Linked DNA regions of Gasterosteus aculeatus: region 2 is linked to region 1. A link is a contact called in public Hi-C data. All regions are on one chromosome and are shown on one strand. Each heading gives the region's core, a stretch centred on a gene start, on an enhancer-like site or on the middle of the called end of the contact. The rest is flanking DNA. Distances are from core to core; before and after follow the strand shown. Region 1 holds the start of fam3c (FAM3 metabolism regulating signaling molecule C). Region 2 holds the start of LOC120818115.

Region 1 (7,201 bases), core at 3,114-5,613:
GAAAAATTTGATTGATGATGATGTCGTTACGCTGACGCTGGGAGGATTGTGTCAGCGTTGCATCTGTTGTTGCCAGCTGCCCGATTCTCTTTGTAACACGTTTTGAAAAAGGTGCGATGTTGTAGGAAAACAAGGGGGCGGCGTTTCACTCTCCTCAGCACCATACCTTTAAGTTATCGGACAATCCTCAACTGGCATACGGTCAAAGTTCATTTTGTGAACGTTTTAGGTTGTTTCTGGCCGGATCTTGTTGTGTTGCACGTTGCACGAGTGATCGGCACGTCTGCCTCAGTGTAGGAGACTAAACTTCTTCTTGGTGTCCACCGCAGACACCTTCTTCGGAACAATGTACACATCAGACGACCGAGGCATCTTGTTCTCCAAATCACTGGAGCGCCACCTGTTTGATGGGCAGAGGAAGAGCGATTTCACCAACATAACTTCCCTGAGAGGAGTCTACCTCACCAATAAACTAGACACGGGTAGGGTTTCGTTCTTCGTTTCCACCAATGCAGTTTCTCATTGAATAATGTTTCTTTTGTGGTCCAAAAACTATTACAAGTAAATCCCTCATCCACCATTCTGCTGTTGTAAATGCACCATTTACTGTCATGCTTGAGTGACATTTGCTTGCTGATGTGTTTAATCTAAAAGCTTCTGCCTACCCTCCTTGGCTGTTTCGTAACAGATGGGCGTATACGATCCGTCATTTCCTTTAACAGAGGAGGGACATGGAGACCCCTTAACAAACCGGAGAATGTGGAATGTGAAGAGCAGGTCAAAAACGTAAGCGCAGTCACACAGGCTGCAGGTATTAACATCGTATTCTACAGACCAATAAATGACATGGCGTGTGTGTTTCTCCATCAGTGCAAACTTCATATCCACGGAGAGCACAGTCGCAACATCCGCATCGTGCCCATGCTGGCTCTGTCGGAGCCGAGGGCCATTGGTCTGGTTATCGCACACGGTAATCGCACATTTACCTTTTGAAACAATGTCGTGGCTTCAACAAGGTCACACACAAGTCACTCCTCAAATCAGCACAACAGCAATATCCAATATAGAGTCTAATGGAGGTAATCTGCTCTCCTCTCCAGGTACCGTGGGCGACTCCCTGTCATCGTCACAGCACCCAGATGTGTTTGTCTCCTCAGACGGGGGTTATAACTGGAGGGGGACACTGAGAGGTCCTCACCACTACAGCATATTGGACTCTGGGGGTCTCATCGTGGCTGTGGAGGTGCAGCGGGGAGGACAAGTCAAGACCATCAAGTACGGCACGGATCCTTTTTTACCTCACGCACAGTGAGACGATAGTGGCACTCGGCAAGATGGCGCGCACGAGGACGCGTACGTACTTCATTCTCTCTTGCCGCCACTTCTCGCCGCCAGGTTTTCCACAGACGAGGGCCAATGCTGGAAGTCCTACAACTTCACGGTGCAGCCTTTCTTCTTCGCCGGCCTGGCGTCAGAGCCGGGCACCAAGGCCATGAACGTCAGCGTGTGGGGCTTCCGCCCCGAGGAGGACGGCCAGCCCATGTGGGTGGCCGTCACCATCGATTTCCAGAGCCTCATTACGAGAGAGTGTGAGTCGAGGGTGGCGTGACGCCATCTACTACAAAACTTACCCCCCCCCCCCCCCCCCCTCGCCCCTTCTACACTGCACGCACATGGTAGCGTCCTGTGGTGTGTGAGTTGAGTTGTCTAGAAATGTGAGACTTCTAGGAAATGACTCATGAACTTGGCATTTCCAAAGCTAAACATCATGGAAAGTTCCCCTTCTTTAATTTCTGTTGAATTTGACAAATGCTTTGTGAAATCCAGTGCATCACAGCGTTTGACATTTTTTAAATTCCCATCTTGTGTTGTGCGCTTCGATCCCTTGATGATCTCATTCGGATGTTGCTTATCACCTACTTACGCTTATCCTGTAACGGAAAACATGCAACGCAGAGGTTTATTTCCCGACCGAAACGACATTTAACCTCTTTTTGGTTTCACTTTACCAGCCATCGTGCCAGTGACTGTTCTGATTGGTCGTCGTCTAACCCCATCAGGTACCGACGAGGACTACGAAGAGTGGTTGGCGCACGCCACTGACGGCGGAGACTCGAGGACAAACGGCTGTCTCTTGGGTCTCAAAGAGACCTACAGGCGGCTGAAGAAACAGTCCGTGTGCAGGAACGGCCGAGGCTTCGTGGTGAGCAAGAAGCGAAGCCCCTGCCTGTGCACCAGGGAAGACTACTCATGGTGAGTCGCACACAGAAGGTTTTTGTTGTTGTTGTTGTGAAAAGCCAGTTTTATCTTAACTTAACTTAACGTTTTGGCGCCATGCAACCAAGGCCGCACGGAGAATGCTCCCCGGTGAAAGCCTAACCTCTGTCCTTGTCCAACAGCGACTACGGCTTCTACCCTCACGTGAACACCTCGGAGTGCGTGAGACAACACGGCGCCGCCAATAAGACCCTGGAGCTCTGCCTGAACGGAGAGGAGGACGAGCTGCTGACATCGGGGTAAAACGAGCGGTGCCATCCTTTCTTTGGATGGAGAAACGCTCCTCCTGCGCAATGCACACTCACGCGCATCGGGCCCGCCTGTGTCTGCAGGTACCGCAGGGTCCCGAGCGACCGGTGTGAGGGGGGGTTCAGTCCTCAGCTCGCAGTGCAGACAGTCATCAGACCCTGTGGAGTTAAACCCAGCCCGGGTCCACCCGCCAGGTCCTCTTCTCCGGTCACGCACTTTGACACACCGGTCAGTAGACTCACAGAACCACCTCACACCTTTGCAATAACCGAATATCTAGTATCTGTCTGTATTATTTAATATTTCTGTATTATTCTGTATATTTAATTTTAGTCATTGTGGATTATTGTATTACTGTTTTTTTACTGTCTGTGTGCAATTTTTACTTCTGCCGGTTAAATTTATTCTGCTGCGGGACTAAAAACGGATTAGTTCGTCTTATCTTATCTATGCATGTGTCCTTTCAGTTGTTGCATGAGGTAAGCTATTTGTGAGTAACAACGGCTGCTGGCATGTGTGTTTTCCCAGCGAGAGAGGCTGGTGTTGATCCTGGTGTGTGCAGGAGCCGGGCTAATTGTTGTGGTGGCGATCGTTTCAGCAGTCTTTGCAGTGAGAAGAGGGCTTTACAGACACCGGTGAGCTGCGCGCACACACACACACACACACACACACACACACACACACACACACACACACACACACACACACACACACACACGTCTGCGGTGCATGTGGTCATTCTGGTTTCATGTCGCCCCCACAGGTCACCAGTGTACCGTTTCTCCAACCTCCGGATTCAGGACGAAGATAACGGCGTCACAGCGGATCTCGAGAGCGGCGCCAGCAGCAACGGCACGGCCTGCCAGCTGGAGTCAGATGATGTAGGAATCAGCACCGTTATCAGTTATAACATATTGTTCCCCTTGTGTACTAATACATCTGTGTTCTAATATCAACAGGATCTTATTGAATGACGCAGTTCTATGGATGCACTGAATATTCAGGATTGGGACGAGCCGTGCTGAAGAAAAACTGCTATGGACTTTTGTCAGACTTATCCCCAATATCTTAATGGGAGCACACTCTGTGGAGAGGTTCGAGGATTTAAAGGACGAGCATGAAAGTGTCTAATTTATTGAGTTTGCTTAATTTCAATGTGTTACTTTGCTTATTATTTGATTTATTTGCACAGTATTTGTATTTCACTTTAATTGTACTTAAATTGTACCTTTAATTGTACTGTGTCTTGTTACTTTCTATCCAACGTGAAACCAAATAAGACGAAGAAGTAACAATGTGCATTTGTAAAAAAAAAAAAAAAAAGAAACGATAAAAGTCATAAAAATATTTAGAATGTTATGTTTTAAATGCGCCATGAATTAAATAAATATGAACCGCTCGAAGCCTCCGCGGGGCGGCGCTGTCTCCCGTTTTAAACAGAGAAAAAGAAAGGGGATTTATATTGGTTAAGATGTCTCACTCGTGGAGAAATTTGGTACAGCGAAGTTTCTCAAAAATCACATTCAATATTCGGCCACAGGGACCTTAAGCATGCGCGTTTATACTATTACCATGATTGCCCAGATATTGATTAAATATTATAGACATTTCAGTCTATTAACCTGTTAATATTTAGCCGTGAGTCACACGGTGCAGAGTTTAGGGTAATTTGGGCCAATATTTGCCCATGTTTATATGACAAATATACAAGTAAAATGTATTTTAATTCTAAAAGCATAAAGAGATATTACATATTGCGTACACAAATTTAAAATAGCAATGCATAGATCAACCTACAATAAGTAAATGAGCAAAAGCTGAAAAAAACAAAAACAAAGCCCTTTAACCCTTCTAAAAGTGTTGTTTAATTTCATTCTTTTGCTTTGTTACAACCAAACATCACGTACCAAGCGCCGAGTTTGGTCAATAAACAAACAAACAAACGCTACGGATCCGCCCGCCTGTTCGTCTTCGGTTTCTCCGGCGGAGTGGAGCATCCTCGCGCTGTCGCCATGTCAACTCATGTTTCAAAACCAACCAGCAGCCGATCAACCGCCCGAGCGAGTCACTCGGAGATTGTTGGCTACGCTTCAGTTTGAAGAGGTAAGCCGGGTGTGGCCTTTCGTCTTCTCCTCCATTCTTCCAATGGAAGCATTAAACGCTGCTTCGAAGTAATCACTGCCGCTGACTTCCCGCCGGAGCCCATTTCGCCGCCCGTCAGGGGAGAAAATGCGGGGCAGGGAGGAGGAGGAAGTCGACGCGGCGTCTCGTTTGTGACGTCGTTTCGACACTATTCGTGTCACGGCCTTTTCAGCCGAGCCAAAGTGACTCGGAGCAACTCTTGTACCCGCGGGTCATCGTTCGAATTCATCGAGAAGCCGACGGTCAAGACCGTCACTTGGCTGTGACCGTTAACGTTACACCGGGTCCAGTCCCCGGAATAGTTCACCCGCACGCCCCGGAGAGAGAGATATTGGGGGGCTGGGTCACACACACTCACGCGTTGTTTTATCACTGCAGGTTTTTTTTTTTTTTTTTTTAATCTTCTTGAGGAGTGGTCGGAGGAGGAGGAGAAGATGGCCAGGGCTGCAAGTAAGTGTGTCCACTGTGATGTTATACACCGCAGAATAACAACCGTGGTGGAGGAGGATCTAATGTGTGATTTGATGTTCCTTCACGTCAATCATTCAGGTATTTTGAAGTTGGCCGTGGTCATCCTCGTGTTCCTGCTGGTTGTCTTCATGGCTTTCCAGCTGCTGGAGATAAACATGGACTTCCAGATTGGCGGTGTGATGTGTGAGTAACCGTTGTCGCAAGATGATTTTGCAAGGGAAGCATTGTGGATTAGTGGGTCCTTCCCTTCACATAATTATTAATATTATTATCATTAATAATAGGCTAATTGTCTGTCTTGACATAATTACAATGATCTCCACTTAAGTCAAATTCCTTGTATGTCTGACATGTTATGGCAATAACTGTTTCCTGATTTAATATGAACTTTTCTTTCTGCTTTTCAGCAAGATCTGTGCCGTTGAATGAAGGCTGTAAGTATGTTACAGTTTGTTATTCAGTCTTTAGCAACAGCGCACTGGTATTACCCACAAATAGAAGAAATTTACACGACAAAACCCCCCTGGTTGGTCTTTCCGTTGTCGGATTCCGGTTTTACCGGATTTAGTGTAAAACGGCGCTTTCTATTCACAGCAGCAAAGCCATTCCGGCACAAGTGTGGCCTGACCAAGTCGTGCCCGCCCGGAAACCTGCCCTTCCGGATGACGAGCGGCGCGGCCAGCGTCGTGGGACCCAGAGTCTGCCTGAACGACAAATTGTGCGTCAAGTAACACCTTGAAAGTCATTAACACACACACACACGCGCACACACACGGCAGCTGCTTCCCGGCACGGGTCAACACTGCGTTGTGTGCGCCTGTAGCGGATGCTTCAGCTCAGCAGTAAAGCATCTCGGCTTATAATGTTTGATAAAGGTCAGGCTGGCACGCTCCCCCCCCCCGAGTCCGGGAACTCCTTCCATGTCAAACATTGAGTAATACTCCGCCTTGAGATTAACGGGCAGAACAGAATATGTGAAATCGCCCACGGTGGCTCTCCATCCTCACCGTGCTCCTCTTCTGCTTGTGTTTCTTTTAGAATATTGAGCGCGGTGAAGAACAACGTGGGGAGAGGAATCAACATCGCCCTGGTCAACGGTAACGCCGTCGGCTAGACGCCGCGCCTTGAACGCCTTGAAATGTGGCAGCGCTGGTTTCATTGTGTTTCCATTTTGGGGACAAGGGGCGGGGCTTCTTTGGGTCGTTTGCCTTTGCTGGTAGTAAACAGAGGAGGAAGCGCTGTGAATCAACTAACGACAATAGTGTGAGTTTTGACTCCACATCTGAATGAAAATATTCTAAGTTGGATATTTTCCCCCCACAGGGAGAACAGGGGACGTTATCAAGACGGATTACTTTGACATGTGGGGAGGAGGTGAGTGTGTTCCCCAAACCGTTTGGTCTCAGACGTTTAGCGAATTCGAAGCGAATGCGACATGTTCACGGCGTGTTGTTGTTGTTGTTGTTCAGAGGTGGCTCCCTTCATCACCTTCCTGAAGGGCATCGAGGACGGCACGGTGGTGATGATGGCCTCGTTCGACGATCCGGCCACAAAGTGAGGACTTTCTCCCCCAGAACCGCCTGCATGCACGCGTCTCTATTCCTCTTGTCTCTCTCTTGATACCCCCCTCCTTCGCTCCGCAGACTCAACGACGAAGCCAAGAAGCTGATCGCCGACCTGGGCAGCACCGCCATCAACAACCTGGGCTTTCGCGACAACTGGGTCTTCGTGGGGGGGAAAGGCATCAAGACCAAGAGTCCGTTCGAGCTGGTAACGCCTACGTCTGCGCCCCTGACAGGAAGCACCACGCGGTTTAGACGCCGTAATGTTTAACGTCACTGACTCTTGTGTCTTATTGATTCCCTTTGTTTGCCCCCCCCCTCTCTTTCCTCAGCATATAAAGAACAACGCAGAAACCAACAAGTTCGAGGGGTGGCCCGACGTGCTGGAGATGGAGGGCTGCATCCCTCAGAGGCAGGACTGACCCGAGCTTGGCTCCTCCCGGCGACCCCGTCCCCCCCATGCGATGCCCGACGAGCGACTTAACACTCACGGCCCCGCC
Region 2 (7,201 bases), core at 1,473-3,972, 150 kb after region 1:
TCAGTTAACTGATTTATACTCTGGAAAAACATCCACAAATTAGTCAGATTCTGGCAATACATCGCTCTACTTCACAACGCAAGCACACCTACGGACACACAAACACGTACGCGCAAGAAGTCGCTCAAAAGCCAAACCGTTCCGCAACTTGATTAAACGAAAACAGTGGGTGGCATTTTGGAGAAATGCGTTTATTATATAAAACCTCAAATGGCATGTATGTGTCGGTTTAATGTCTGTTCATGACTGGCGAAAAAAATAAAAAAAAACAGTAATATTGTTTAAATGTTTGTTTTGTAAAAATAATAGTATTAATATTATTGAAAAAAACACTTTTGGAAATGTATACTAGCACAAAGTTATTGAAGCTGGAGCTTAATGGAGGGTAAATTGATGATAATGCAATAAAAAACGCATTTAAACACAATCATTTGTTGTAAAGTCTGTACTGTAATCTAAGAAAATATTTTTTACAAGAACTGGAATATTTGGTATATTAAATTTTAAAAAAGTGATGTTTCAAACCGTACAGTTGCGGATACAAAAAGTTCTAATGTCCAGTCAATCAAATAAAGATGATTGTTTGATTCTTGGGAGTGGGGGGGGGGGGGTTGATTTTGATTTTGGATTGGGTTAAGTATAATGCTAATAGCCTGCTATTGTGTGCTCTGTATGGAATAACCACAAGTGAATAAAGTTGTTGTGAAGACCTCTCCAAACTAGGAGTGGCTCAAAGTTTTCATTGACGCCTCGTGGTTGAAGTACGATGCCACCGAGGTGAAAAATTGGTTTTCCTCGGGGGAACGCTGTGTGCCGGAAAACCCACAGCGAATCAAAAATTCTCTATCAGTTTTTCAAACAAGTTGATGAACTGCTCCGTCCTGTCCTTGACGACCGAATCTTTCTCGTCGCCGCCGTTCTGTGTGACCTCCTCAGTCCTCTCTTTGGGTTCCGAAAGTCCGCCCGGTCCGGCTCCCTCTCGCTCCAGAGCCAGCCGGTCCCTCCTCACGGCATCTCTGTCCTTCTCCACCAGCGCCCTCTCCCTCTCCATCACGGCCCTCTCTCTGTCCACAATCGCCCTCTCCCTGTCCAGCGAGGCTCTGTCTCGGTCCACGGCGGCAAACTCCCTGTCCAGCGCCGCCTTCTCCCTCTGCAGCACCTGCCGCTCCCTTTCAACCACCTGCCTCTCCCTCTCCATCACCTGCTTCTCCCTCTCCATCATCCGCCTCTCGCCCTCCATCACGTCCCTCCCGTGCTCCATCTCTTGCAATGCGCGCTCCATCTCCCGGCTTCCGTCATCCACCGTCTCGTTGTCGTCGTCGTCCCCGTCTCCGTTCAGGGAAACCTCGATTTCCGGTGCAGGAGGGCTTGTCACCACGGATAACTTCCTCTTCTTGGGTTTGAAGATGGGAGGGAAATCGGCGTAGGCGGGAAAGGCCTTTAAGATGGGGGCGCTGCCTTCCAGCCGACCCTCCATGGCGTCGTCCAGCAGATGGAAATAAGGCCAAGCGCCGGGCAACCCTTTAGTTCCATCCGACGGGTTCTTTAACCCCTGAGGGAGAAGAGAGAGGGCAAATAATTGTCAAAGTACAACTAAGTGGGTTTTGTTTATTCAGTTTTTACTGTACCTTGTATCTCTTCTTCATGTTTTCCCATTTTTTGGATGCTTGACTGTGGGTCATCTTGTGCTGTAAGCCCATGTGTTTCAGGATGGCTCTGAAATTATAATCATCTTAATAACACACAAAATCATAAGAGTACAAACAATTAATACAGCAATTAGTGAATTGGACAGAAAGTTGGTTTGTTTAACTTTAATCAAAACAGTGTATAAAAAAGCAAAGACACATCTCAATGCAGAAGAACTTAATAGAATACTTCCCACCTATGCATATTGCATATTTTCAATATTCACACAGTAACATGCCCCTCTTTAACCCGCTGGCATACCTCCATGCCCACATGGAAGTATTTTTCCTTCCAGAGAAGAGGTACTTGTTTGAAACCCTCAGCTTCACAAATTCTTCAACTTCATCTGCACTCACTGAGAGGGAGAGAGAAAAAGGATTTAGAAATGAGGGGATGGACTGCAAACCTGCAAGAAAAAAAAAATCTTAAACACTGCTAATTGTGCTGTGTGGAGTGTATTTCTTGCCTGCTGTGACTTCAAATGTCTGTAATTTCCCCCAATTCTCTTACAAAATAAGAGTTTTCTCTTTATTGTATTTACTAAGTTTATTGCGTTGCTCCACTGTTTGCTCATACTTTATTTAGACGGGTTTAGACAACAAATAAAACCTAGCGTTACATCCCCACTGGAGGCAAACTGAAAAAAATACGCGTTATTAAAATAAGCGTACTCGTTGGGAACATTCCCCGCGGACTACCCTTGCTAGGTGTCCATGCTAAAGTACGTTAGCTCGCTTAATTAACGTGAGGTTTTTGTGGTGACTGAACTCACGTTTGTATGGGAAGTCCACGGGATTGCATTTGTCATAAGTGGTGCTCGTGTACGCGTGATCGTTGATTTCCATGGTTCCCTTAGTTCCCGTTCTTCGGTTTGGCCTCGGTGTGGAGTGCCCTTCGTGAGAAAGAGACTGCTCGTTCCTCCTTCAGAAGCGCCCTATCTTCTTCTTCGCTTGTTTTCAACAGAGCCCCAACGTGACCCTTAAACTGGGAGGTCGCCGACGACACCGATCGGCTCGCTGTCGCCCCCTCGTGCTGCGGAGGTGTCGCGCGTGAGGTGAATCCAGTGCACTTACTTCAGATATGTTTATCGCCCCGTACTCTCGGTCAGCATTGCTTTCTGATTTATTCATCTTCCTTGTATTTCTAGTTTATGTTGGCGGTGGATTTTTCCTTTTTTTCACAGTTTTTATACAAAAAGGGCGTTTTTATATTCTTTGATCCAACAAATTATTTATTATAGTTATAATAAATATAGTTAGTTAGTGATAGTTAGTTATAGTTATTTCTGGGTCCTGGATTTTGCAGATGTACCATATCTGTAGTCACTGGTTACTTCATGGCATTACTCTTCTTTGAGCTGTATGTTTAGCCTCGCTGGGTGTGATTGAAAGCAACGTGAGGGTGTGGCGGTGTGTCTATAAAACGAAACGATCAGACGGAAGCAATGGCGGCGGCTTATTGCTCTGGTGAGTAACTTTTTATCCATATCGCTCAAAAATCAATGATTTGTGGTGATTATCTGCAGTGGCTTGTTACTCAAAGCTTCACCACTTTTATGCCCTTTCAAAAAACCCGATATGTGGTCACTTTATGTTCGCTTATGGAACATCTTTCTATATGAGACATTACAATATTATTATATGTTGCTATTGGACCAAACCGAATGGGATTACTTCACACATCGGGGACAATGCGTTAAAACAAGTATGAGCTCTGGATCGGTTGAAGTTAAAGTAGATGAAAAACCTTCTTTACTTTCAGTTTCGTTTATTTTTATGGAGCTCTCTTCGAAGTTCTATTTGGTACTGTTTCTACACAGCGTCTAAAAATAACGAATATCATACGGTAATTCTTGTTTTTTTTAGTGGAATTTTTGTTATTTAGTTACTATTTTTCACTGAACCAATATCCCTACAGAAAATGTCAACATGACGTCACAGCTGAATGTAGGTCATCACATAGCATCTCTTTAGTTATAAGTGCTCCATTACTGCATTAGAAATAGAAGAGCTCTTTGAATATTTTTTAAGGGCAAACTGGGAAAGACATTTGTTTAATTTGTTTAACACCTTCCTTCTCCCCAGAGACGTTGTAGCTTTTAACAAAACAAGTAAAAACAGCTTTACATCAAACGCTTGACACTTGTTTGTTTACATTTAGCCATTTATAGTTACATTTTGATTGACTGCACTGGATGGCCACTTTCACCCAGTGGGGGGTTTTGAATGCATTTGTTCTCCTCTAGATTCGGGGGAAGAATACTCTTCTGGAGAAAGTGGAGAGTTGGACAGTGACGGAAGCTCAGATGAAAAAACTGATTTTCAGGTTTGTTGGGGGGTTGCCATCTTTTTCATAAATACACCTTAAAGCCACGAGAATAGCTCAGTAAACCCACCTGACACATGTTCAGCTGCTGATGAGAGTTTACTGCCACAGCGATAAAATGCATGACACAAGTGTGCATTCCTCGCCGGTGACGGGAGCAATCCTCCACACTCCCATATTTCAGCTTCACGGGAAAAAGCCCTGCAAGTTTTACAACGGCCGCGGCTGCAAAGACGGCGACAGGTGCTCTTACTTGCACTTCTGCAAGTACGCCCTCACCGGAGGTTGTCGCCGCGGGTCACAGTGTAAGCTGAACCACCCCGGGGCTGCAAGAGAGTCCTCCTCGGACCGATCGACATCTGCTGGTGAGGGACAACGGTTCGACCTTTTAATCGATGGAAATTAAAAGCCGATATCATTCCTCTTTCTCTTGTTTTTTTTTTTTTTTATCCAAACCAGCGCCAAAGCTCACCGATGGCCGGTGCTTCCAATGGCAGCTCAACGACGGAAACGGCTGGTTGGAGGTTGCTAATGATCACATCCTCGAGGCCCAGTACTCGCTGCCGCACACCCAGAGCATCAAAATCTTCAACACCTCTTACGGGTGAGAGACGCACGTGAACCCACGCTTGACGGTGCGCGGCCCCCCTCCCTGCTCCCTCTCTCCCTCACCCTCCCTCCCTCCCTCTCTCTCTCTCTGTGCAGGGCAGTGAGCATCGACTTCAACAGGATGAGGGTGTCGGGAAAGAGCCTTCGGGTGAGACGCTTGGACGACGGGCGCACGGTGTGGCTCTGGTACTGCACTCTGGGTCGGAGGTGGATCAAGTACGGAGACGAGGTAGACGGGGGACCACGCGTGTTGACCGTTCTTTTAATGTGGTAATGTTCTAATGTAGCTTTTCGTTGTTGTTGTTTTTTAATTTCCCGTGGAGGATCCAAAGGGCGTCCCCGGTCCGGTGAAGAACTCCGACATAGAGAAAAAGTTCCAGAGCAACCCGGCGAGCTCGTACACCTTCGCCATCGGTGCCGATACTTTCGAGATCAAGTTCGCAGGTGAGGAACGCTCGCTTTAAGCTTTCCCAGAATGCTTCGTGTACTTTGCGCACGTGCGGCCACCGTTTTTCCTTTCCGTCGCGGTTTAGAAATGCGACAGGTGACGGCAGAGAGAAAGAGGAAAGTCGCACGCCGACCGCAGTACCGCCAGCAGCCGGCAGGGTGAGTCCGTCGTCTGTCGGGCGAGGTAGACAGAAAGTAAACACACGTGGGCTTTTTTTGTGTTTTTTTTCCCGCCCGAGTGAATCGCAGATTTCGGACGTTGTCTGCTTTGCAGAGTTCCTCAGGTGGCCTCGGCCCTCCAGAATCTCGCCCTGGACACGGAGCCCCGGTGGCAGTTCGAGGGAGACCGGGGAGCGTGGCACGACTTCAAGCGCAGGGTGAGTTCTCCGTCCCTCGCGAACGTTTTCTTTTTGGGACTCGTGACTCGTGACGGCTTCCCGCAGAGCGGCACTCCGAACGAATGCTCCGTGACCAGTGACGAGATCGAGAGGAAGTTCACGCAGAACCCCGACGAAGGCATGACCTTCAAAGTGGGACGCTACTCCTACAAGCTGGACTTTCAAGGTTTATGTCTAGTTTACAAGCGGTTGTTAATTCGAGGGTGAAAGGGGTGCAGGTGGCGATGAATGCATGGTTCTGCTTAACATTTGCAAAGCAAAGTCAAGCAGCATCCTGAAACCTCTTTGGTTGTTTTTTGCAGCGATGATCCAGACTAACCTCAAGAACAAGAACGAGCGCAGGATCCGGCGTGTGCTGGTGTGAACGCTTCTCAAGAAGAAAGTCGTGCAAAACAATCATCATCTTACAATCAATCTTCAGTTTGTGTTTGAGGAATACTTGTACTGTTGTTTCTACAATGGCATTTTTATGGAATAGTTTGTATTGTTTTTATATTATCAAAATGTAATAAAAATAATATATATGTATATGAGAGGAGATGACGCTACAGTGAAGGTTGTTTTCTGTCTTGAACACAGTTGCCAAGAGACACAAAAGTTTACCAACCTTCACCGAAATTACATTACGTGTCATTTAGCTTTTATCCAAAGCGACTTACAATAAGTGCATTTCAACCATAGGGTAAAAACTCAGGAGAACAAGAAACAAGAAAGTGCAATTTCCTCAAATAAGCCAATTTACAATTTGCTATAGATGAGTGACGTTACAAGTACAATTTAAGTGCTACAATTTGTTAGTCTTTAGTCGAAGTAGAGTCTGAAGAGGTGTGTCTTTAGTTTGCGGCGGAAGATGTGAAGGCTCTCTGCGGTCCTGGTGTCTTCAGAGAGCTCGTTCCACCATTTCGGAGCAAGGACAGCGAAGAGTCGAGATCTAGTCGAGTGTTTTGCTCTCAGTGAGGGAGGAACGAGTAGTTTTGCAGATGCAGAGCGGAGAGTGCGGGTCGGGATGTTGTCGGGTTTCACCATGTCCTGGATGTAAGCTGGACCCGATCCGTTCACAGAAATGCTGCTTGAGACAAACCTGCACACAATTTGTTTTGCCCTTTATATATATATATATATATATATATTTGTATATAGATAGGTATGTGTGTATATCTATATCGTGAAGCTTATTAAAGCTTATTAAAAGAATAAAAGAAAAAGCAAGAATCTAAAATATAAACATTTTCTGTTTAACACATAATTTATAGTTTTTGATGTCTTCAATATTTATTTGCAAAGTAGAAAAATAAAGAAAATAAAAACCAATAATGAGACGTTGTGTCCAAACCTTTGTTTATACATGTTACCTTAGAGAGAATTAGACCTTCAGGGTTCGCCATTTACAAGCCACGCCTTGCTTCCCTGAAACGAAAGTGAAACGAGAGCTTCTCTTAAAAATGAAACTAGTGGGAGTTTAAATGGAGCTGTACCTTTTTTTTAATGCAGTGGGTTTTACGCTCCCCTCACCTATTATAAGCTAATCATTGGGCTGAAGTGTACTTTCTGCCCAGCATGGTGAGTCCACTTCACAGAACCCCTTCGGACTGAATCCCAGTCGTGTGTTCAGCCTTTGTATTCTTTGCCTGCAGGAACGCGAGGAGCAGACGGGCCGTCGGCAGGAGACTCCAGGTCTTTCTGATACTTTAGTTCCTGTTATTAGAATGACTTTGTTTCATTTGTATGTGTGC

Evidence for each region. A called contact is a pair of places that touch in the nucleus more often than the background predicts.
Region 2: a Hi-C map of skeletal muscle shows a contact between it and region 1, with 5 times the contacts expected there. The contact joins the promoter of LOC120818115 here to the promoter of fam3c in region 1. A contact is called at or near these places in 3 of 6 Hi-C or Micro-C datasets (skeletal muscle and whole body).

The regions. Positions count from the first base shown.
Region 1 is chr4:32,170,935-32,178,135 of fGasAcu3.hap1.1, forward strand. It overlaps fam3c (FAM3 metabolism regulating signaling molecule C), which reads left to right and starts at 4,364. Exons shown (of 10, transcript XM_078100344.1): 1 at 4,364-4,629; 2 at 5,047-5,118; 3 at 5,218-5,322; 4 at 5,547-5,573; 5 at 5,734-5,857; 6 at 6,178-6,236; 7 at 6,463-6,513; 8 at 6,609-6,693; 9 at 6,783-6,909; 10 at 7,034-7,201. The coding sequence starts at 5,103. The coding sequence ends at 7,123. LOC120817890 (sortilin) reads left to right here. Exons shown (of 21, transcript XM_040174544.2): 11 at 330-482; 12 at 689-786; 13 at 871-970; 14 at 1,101-1,275; 15 at 1,396-1,589; 16 at 2,061-2,253; 17 at 2,400-2,516; 18 at 2,610-2,754; 19 at 3,055-3,161; 20 at 3,290-3,407; 21 at 3,486-3,765. The coding sequence ends at 3,500.
Region 2 is chr4:32,325,630-32,332,830 of fGasAcu3.hap1.1, forward strand. LOC120818115 reads right to left here and starts at 2,723. Exons shown (of 4, transcript XM_040174893.2): 1 at 2,462-2,723; 2 at 1,951-2,044; 3 at 1,629-1,716; 4 at 171-1,552. The coding sequence starts at 2,534. The coding sequence ends at 833. It overlaps LOC120817668, which reads left to right and starts at 2,729. Exons shown (of 10, transcript XM_040174103.2): 1 at 2,729-3,155; 2 at 3,935-4,014; 3 at 4,199-4,379; 4 at 4,474-4,618; 5 at 4,720-4,852; 6 at 4,947-5,067; 7 at 5,157-5,229; 8 at 5,345-5,447; 9 at 5,514-5,634; 10 at 5,771-6,006. The coding sequence starts at 3,134. The coding sequence ends at 5,832. It overlaps epyc (epiphycan), which reads left to right. Exons shown (of 10, transcript XM_040174892.2): 10 at 1-719. It overlaps LOC120817669, which reads left to right and starts at 6,865. Exons shown (of 11, transcript XM_040174106.2): 1 at 6,865-7,028; 2 at 7,103-7,142. The coding sequence starts at 7,026.